2 separate regions of the Mus musculus genome follow, and region 1 is linked to region 2. Evidence: chromatin contacts called from public Hi-C data. All regions are on one chromosome and are shown on one strand. Each heading gives the region's core, a stretch centred on a gene start, on an enhancer-like site or on the middle of the called end of the contact. The rest is flanking DNA. Distances are from core to core; before and after follow the strand shown. Region 1 has its middle 30 kb from the start of A530001N23Rik. Region 2 overlaps A530065N20Rik (RIKEN cDNA A530046M15 gene).

Region 1 (3,054 bases), core at 376-2,875, 370 kb after region 2:
CTGTACTCATCAGACAGATGTTCCAAGATTCCCAGTGGATGCCCCAAACCTTGAATGCTACCAAACCCTTACATACCAGGTTTCCCTCTATATATACACACATGTACAAAGCTTAAATAGAACAGTACTATCGCCCATTCATGAAACTTACATTAATATGACCCCAGTCTCTTGAAAGAGATAAGACAATATCGGGATGATGAGGACTGCAGACTTGTAAATGAGACAGACCACTGGGCAGCTCCTTCTTTAATTCTTGTGTTTGATTCCTGTGCCTCATGAGAAAAACCGTCATCATCTTTGTTTTACAAAACTGAATGTACCTGCTGCCTGTAACATAATGTTTTAAAGAGTATCTTGTGGCGTGACTCACCTGGCTAATTAACATATATAGTGTGCCTTGTGTTGCTTTCTATTTGTGGCGAGAACATGTAACACACGGGTTCCTTAGCATTTTCCAAGAACACATTACAGAGCTGGGTATGACTCCATGGCAAAACATTTGCTTAGCGTATTCTTAGTTCCAGGGTCAAGAACTGAGAACAGAATGTTGTCCAGGTAAGGTAGTACAAACCCACTAAAGGAGGGCTCCTTCTGGTTACAAGGGGGGCATCTCTGGCCTGCGTGGAGACCTAACATTTCGGTTAGCCTGTGTCAATCACCTAGCCAAGGGACCACCCTTCAGGAAGGCCATGTCACCCCTGGGATTCCCAAGATCCCACCCCTAGCTGCATGTCGCTTTATAAGTCTATCTGCTTTCTGAATCATTCAGAAAATCCTAGCTTCCCCTCCTCATTTCTGTCTCATGTCTTAGGATGCTTTGCCAGCACTTTGGGCTTCTTCAACATTGTGGTCTGCCTTACTCTTTTTCTAAAGCCTCCCTCTCTGCCATGTGGCTGCTTGTCCACATGGCCAACCGTGGTTTTCCCTTTCTCTCCTCAAGTCTTCTCCTCTCTGAAGATGCAGAGGTGACAGCTTGCCTGCTCGAAAGGGATGCTCTCTTAAACCCTGGTAAAACTGTCTCAAAGCCGTATGTGTTCATCCATTCTTAAAGTTTTAAAGGTTTTGAAAACCATGCGCAGGGCTATTTTGCCTGGATCTGTGTCTCTGTCTCACTTCAGCGTTTGGTACGCACAGGGGCTAGAAGAGGGGTCAGAGCCCTTGGAATCTGAGTTACAGACAGTTGTGAGCCATTATACACGTACTGAGACTCAAACCTGGATCCTCAGCTCCCAGTGCTCTTAACCACAGAGCCACTTCCTCGGCCCCCTTTTAAATTATTTTATTAAAGAGACTAAACGCCCCAAAGTACCATCTGGTAACCAAAGAGAGGCTTCCCAAATGCCAGTAACAATAGTTGGACACACCATACTCCTTACCACAGTCTTCGAGTTACCATGCGCAACGGTTCTGTTCACATGTTCACATGTAAGATTTCCATACTCGCCACTGATTTTCTGAACATCGGTGAACTCTAAGGGTATTCCTGAATGTAGTCTGGGAGAAACCGAGTCATCATTACACTTTGACTTTATAATAAGAAATCAAACTTCTGGGGCACCTGCTCTGCAGGACCATCGTCCATCTCCGATTTATAATACTGTTGTCCATAAGATGGGGCCAAAGAGCCACAAAGCGTAACACCCCTCTGGAAGAACCAGGCTGCTTCAAGGGCTAAATCCCTCCATTTTCTGGAAAAAAAAAAATGTGACAGAGATGGGGTGGGGCGGGGTGGGGGACCCCTGAACTTGGCTCCCGTGGGTCTGTCTGTCTTTCCTGTTTCTACCACCCAACTGACAGTCCACAAGGGTGAAAATGGATACGGAAACTGTTTCACCTGGAAGGATTTCTGCCAATTTTTTAAACACAGAGAACCACAGAGAAAGTAAACGAAGAGGCTCCAATGCGCGAACAACTGTCAGTGGTATTTACGAGGGAATAAAGCTCCGGCCATCACAAAAACCCAGATTGCCAGAGCTCTTGATCGCCGGTTTTAATCAAAATGCAGCCAGCTGCCTGTGTTTAATGTTAATTGTGGAGTTCTGTATCTCAGCCAATCACTGCACTTCTGAGCTGGCACCGTGACAAAAACAAGCCAGACACCAAATTCTTATCCTGACTCATTTGGCTGAGGTGGGGTAGGGTGGGGTGGGGAGGGGTGGGGTGTAAATCACTTACAGGTCTGGTCAGTGTTGGTATGAAGGACTTAGCTGGTTTTGTAATGCTAAACAACCTCTATGCCTGACATTTTCTTTCCGTCTTCAAGATGCACCTGCAGTGCAGTTAGAAACCTACAGAACCCGCAGTTCGCACTTCCTGCTACCAAAAGGCCATGTAGCATCTTCGTGAGATAATGTTTTTATGTTGGGGTCCACTATTGCCCAGAGAAGCTGCTTTGCTTTGTAGCTTCCTCTACTCCCTGACCAGTGCCCTGGGTTGTAATTTAGAGAAGTTTCCCTTTTCTCTCAGATTGCTTAACACTCCAAGCACCCAGCCAATCCCCACCCCCACCCCCACCCCCACCCAGCGGGAGGGGTACCTCTGGTCTGGAAGGTAAGCAATGCAGATGAGCTGGAGTGAATGGAAATGTCCAGCAAGAAAAATAGAACCCCTTTCCAACTTCCCACAGTCCTGTCCTCTCTCCTCATCTCCATAAATGGTTGGTGAAATAGATGTCTTCCTGACAGTCTCTAAAGGAGCTGCGGGTTTCTAGAGTTACCTCAGGCACGTGGTGAGTGCACAACGAAACCTTCTACAGCCTTGAGCCGGACTCAAAGAGATCTGACAATGCAAAGACAGTGTCAGTGATTGGCCGCGATGCTTAGCAACTAGTTTGTCCCTCTCTGGTCTTTTACATATAGACTGTAGTTAATATTTAAACAAATGTAAGCAGACCCACGGGTTGATTAAATTAAGTCTTCTCCAGCTCGATTTACATAACTTGCAGTAATCAGAACGGGGAGAGAGAGAAAGTGGAACTGGGCAGAGAGGTACACTTTGCAGTCGTTTGGAATCAGGAGTAATTGCAGCGAGCTTCTAAGTTCTGCTGTTATT
Region 2 (3,303 bases), core at 524-3,023:
CACCCCAATTGACCAGAATTCTCAAGGCTGATTCCAAAACCAACGAAAAAAAACTGGTGCTTTCCTCTGCGTTAGCCCTGGCAGCTCTATCATTGCCAGAGACAACCGGGAAGAGAACCACGCTTATTTGAATGGAGGACAACCGACATTTGATTAACATTTCAAAACTACATAACTATATAAGAAACGTCTTGTTTTCAAGAGTAGTCATGTTACATGGTTTTCAGTAACCTTAACTATGACATCCCTTGTTCCTTGACTGAGTTTTCTTAGTAAGTTTACCAAATACTGATTTTTTTTTTTTCTGGACCAATTCTAGGAAAGAAAAAAAATGTCCATAGAGAAAACATAATCCAATCATTTAAAAAAAAATGGGTCACCAGTGGCCAAGTCACAGTTCCTGGACACCATTTCATTACAAAGGAGATTGTATTTTATAACAATACAATTTGTCTCAAGGAGTTTTGTTAGTGTGGGAACACAGAGAGAAAAATAACACCAAATGTGTACACACACACACACACACACACATATATCCATGTGCCAAATGAGGACCTGGGACTGCATACATTCCAGGGCAAGACAGAAGAGAATGGAACTGCAGGCTGTGACCTACCACTGCAGGTCTTTATGGGGCAGTCGCCTGGTCTGTGCTCATAGACATGGTGACAGAATAAGGATTTCTAAGTGTAGAAAAACCATTCAAAGTTGACTCATCTTTTTTTTCCCTGTTTGATCAGTTTATTAAACACGGGTTGTCACACTCCTCTGATTTATTTTGCTTGTTTCTGAGCTTGGTGGGAGCTCATTTCTGTCACCCCCATATGGATGATTCTGAGTAAATTTTGGTTTTTCAAGTGTTCCCTTTCCATCCTGATGGCTGCATTTATTCTGTGCTTCAGACCTTCTGGCTGAGGACCGTTTTGGAAAGTTCCTTGTATAATAAATAAATGATACAATAGTAAATACAATAAACAAATAAAACAAGAATGTGCTTCTTCAGATAAATCATGTGTATATAACTTTGGTCAAACAGACCTTCCTTTGAAGAAATTTGAGAATGTATTAGGGCTATCATGACCACAACCCATGATCACATAGACAATTGAGAAGCTAGTTGTTTCAGAAACATTTGATTGTAAATCCTGTCTGTAGTAGCTGGCCAAGCGAACATTAGCTGTGTGTGTGTGTGTGTGTGTGTGTGTGTGTGTGTGTGTGTGTGTCTATATAGATAGCATTAGTCAAGCTAATGTCCCTTTTTGTCCAGAGCATTTCAAGAACCACATGACTATCAGATTTTTCTGAGCCATGTTTTTGAACACATTATTTAAAACCATATGTCAGGAAAGTTGTACCAGGCTGCAGGATTGGCTGCAGGATTCTGTCAGCCTTTGAGCAGCACTCAGGAGCTGCCCCTGCACCTGCAGCATGCATTGGTCATGTGACTCTAGGGGTAAACTTCCAGATAGCAGTTTAGTTGTTGTCTCTTCCAGCTGAGACAATGGATGTGCCTAAAATTAGCTAGGAAAAGGCTGCGTGGTCTATCCAGGTTTCTCTGAGGAACAGGCCAGCTCAGCCTTGCTTAGTGTGCTCCTTCCCGCTCCATTTCCCCGGCTCTCCCCTCAGGTGTGTTCATGGAAAGCTGCCTCGAAGTTCTCGGAATTACTCAGGATTCTTTCCCAGTCCTTCATGGGGCCTCTAATGAAGTCTGAGCTGTAGCCTGGGGTTGATGCCAGCCTGGAATGCAAGGAGACTGAAAGCTGACACCCGTTCAACGGAGCAAAGGGCCTTGCACTGAGGTTGTTGCCATGACAACCTGGGTATGTTCCTGGTGACGCATTTACACAACGGGGTTAAAGTTCTTTGAAACCAGTGGCTGCTGTAAAAACAGCATATTAAATATGCTCCGGACTGTGGGCTGTGCATTCTTCTCTCTCTGGAGACACTCCCCCTGCCGTGTGTGTGTGTGTGTGTGTGTGTGTGTGTGTGTGTGTGTGTGTGTTTCATTGGGGGAAATTTCTCAAAGTGCAAAGTGAATTTACAGCAGAATCAATCAAATAGCGGGCTAGCTCTGCACAAATTTTCTCCTTTTTGAAAGGAAGGGACAATAATTTGGGTCATCATTCCCCTCTGCAGTATTTCTTTGTTTGTCTGTCTTGTTATCTCTGCACACCAAAACATCTGTTCTCTCACCTTGCCTCCTTGGTGTGGAGCAATATGTTTGAAGCTAGTCACTTGGCAAACCATTTGGAGAAAAGGATAGCTTCAATGAGCCCATGATTCAAAAATCTTTTGCCTTTTAAATTTGATTTGAATTGTTTTCTATTCACCTTGTAGTTTTGTGTTAACTTATTATTCAGGCAGACATTTGAAGGGGGAAATTAAGTAATCCAAAAATATAATGATTGTTCTGCTAGGAAGCCTCCTATTTGCTGGCTGTATGCGGGTTCTACAGACCAGATAGGTAAGCCATACAGCTTTGCCAAGGGAAGCCTAGTCCAGCCCAGCTTGTCACTGTCTTTAAAGTTTAAAGACTGTCCCAGTTTGTCCTGAGCATGGGCTTTCCTGAGACTTGAGAGATTTACTATTAAAGTTGAGAAATGTCAGGCACACCAGGACTAGCTGGTCACTGTGTATCGAACAACCACCACTTAATATCTGCCCAAATCCCAAGGCTCTACTACAGAGGCATTGACACCAAGTCTACTTGTCTTTGGGCAGCCCCATCTCCTTTGGTAATTTAGTGGTATTGGCAGCAGACCTGTTTGTCTGTCTACTCAAATGTATTCAGGTCTAATAAGAGACCTTAAAAGGTATTATGCCCATTCCGGAGATGCTATGAGCCCCCTCCTGGGTGGGACCCCTTTTGGCTTCTGGCTACCATCTTGCTTGGAATGAAGGGCCATCTATCACTGGCTTCCTGTCTCCTTTGCCTTCACATCAGTAGAATCCAGCACTGATTAAGGAAGCTCATTCATGTAGCTTCCTTATTGTGGTACCTAAGAGAAGGTGAGGCAGGAGTCTCCGACTATTCAAATTGAGATGGACATGACACGGTAGATCAACCTCATCAGATTTTACCTGGCCTAAGTCTCCATCCTATGGATGAACAGAAGGGGCTTCAGAAAGACCTGTGGGCTGATTTTCTGGCCTCGGGGATATCTGCCTGGGATTTTTTTTTTTTTTTTTTGTATCAACTGAATCAAGATGTCTTGGTCGCCTACCTAGTCTGTTGTCCAAAGTCGTCACTGGGGCAGTCAAAGGACCAAGACATGTTTCCATTTCTATAAAGAAAGTACCATA

The links. Hi-C and Micro-C count contacts between places; a contact is called where the count stands out from the background.
Region 1: a Hi-C map of liver shows a contact between it and region 2, with 1.7 times the contacts expected there. The contact joins two enhancer-like sites. A contact is called at or near these places in 14 of 484 Hi-C or Micro-C datasets (the HL-1 cell line, the HPC-7 cell line, embryonic stem cells and 4 more), 1 of 115 datasets of contacts at active chromatin or transcription factors (fibro-adipogenic progenitors) and 1 of 9 other capture datasets (embryonic stem cells).

The regions. Positions count from the first base shown.
Region 1 is chr13:60,477,541-60,480,594 of GRCm38.p6, forward strand. No RefSeq gene overlaps it. Among named protein-coding and RNA genes, the nearest start is that of A530001N23Rik, 30 kb to the right of the region's middle. Within about 2 kb of position 1,626, at least 86 of the 459 cell types and tissues checked have an H3K27ac peak or open chromatin away from gene starts, as enhancers often do. A contact at or near this core is called in liver and uterus, where this site is marked.
Region 2 is chr13:60,108,853-60,112,155 of GRCm38.p6, forward strand. It overlaps A530065N20Rik (RIKEN cDNA A530046M15 gene), which reads left to right. Exons shown (of 3, transcript NR_046142.1): 2 at 1,627-1,820. Among named protein-coding and RNA genes, the nearest start is that of Gm46420, 16 kb to the right of the region's middle. Within about 2 kb of position 1,774, at least 179 of the 459 cell types and tissues checked have an H3K27ac peak or open chromatin away from gene starts, as enhancers often do. A contact at or near this core is called in liver and uterus, where this site is marked.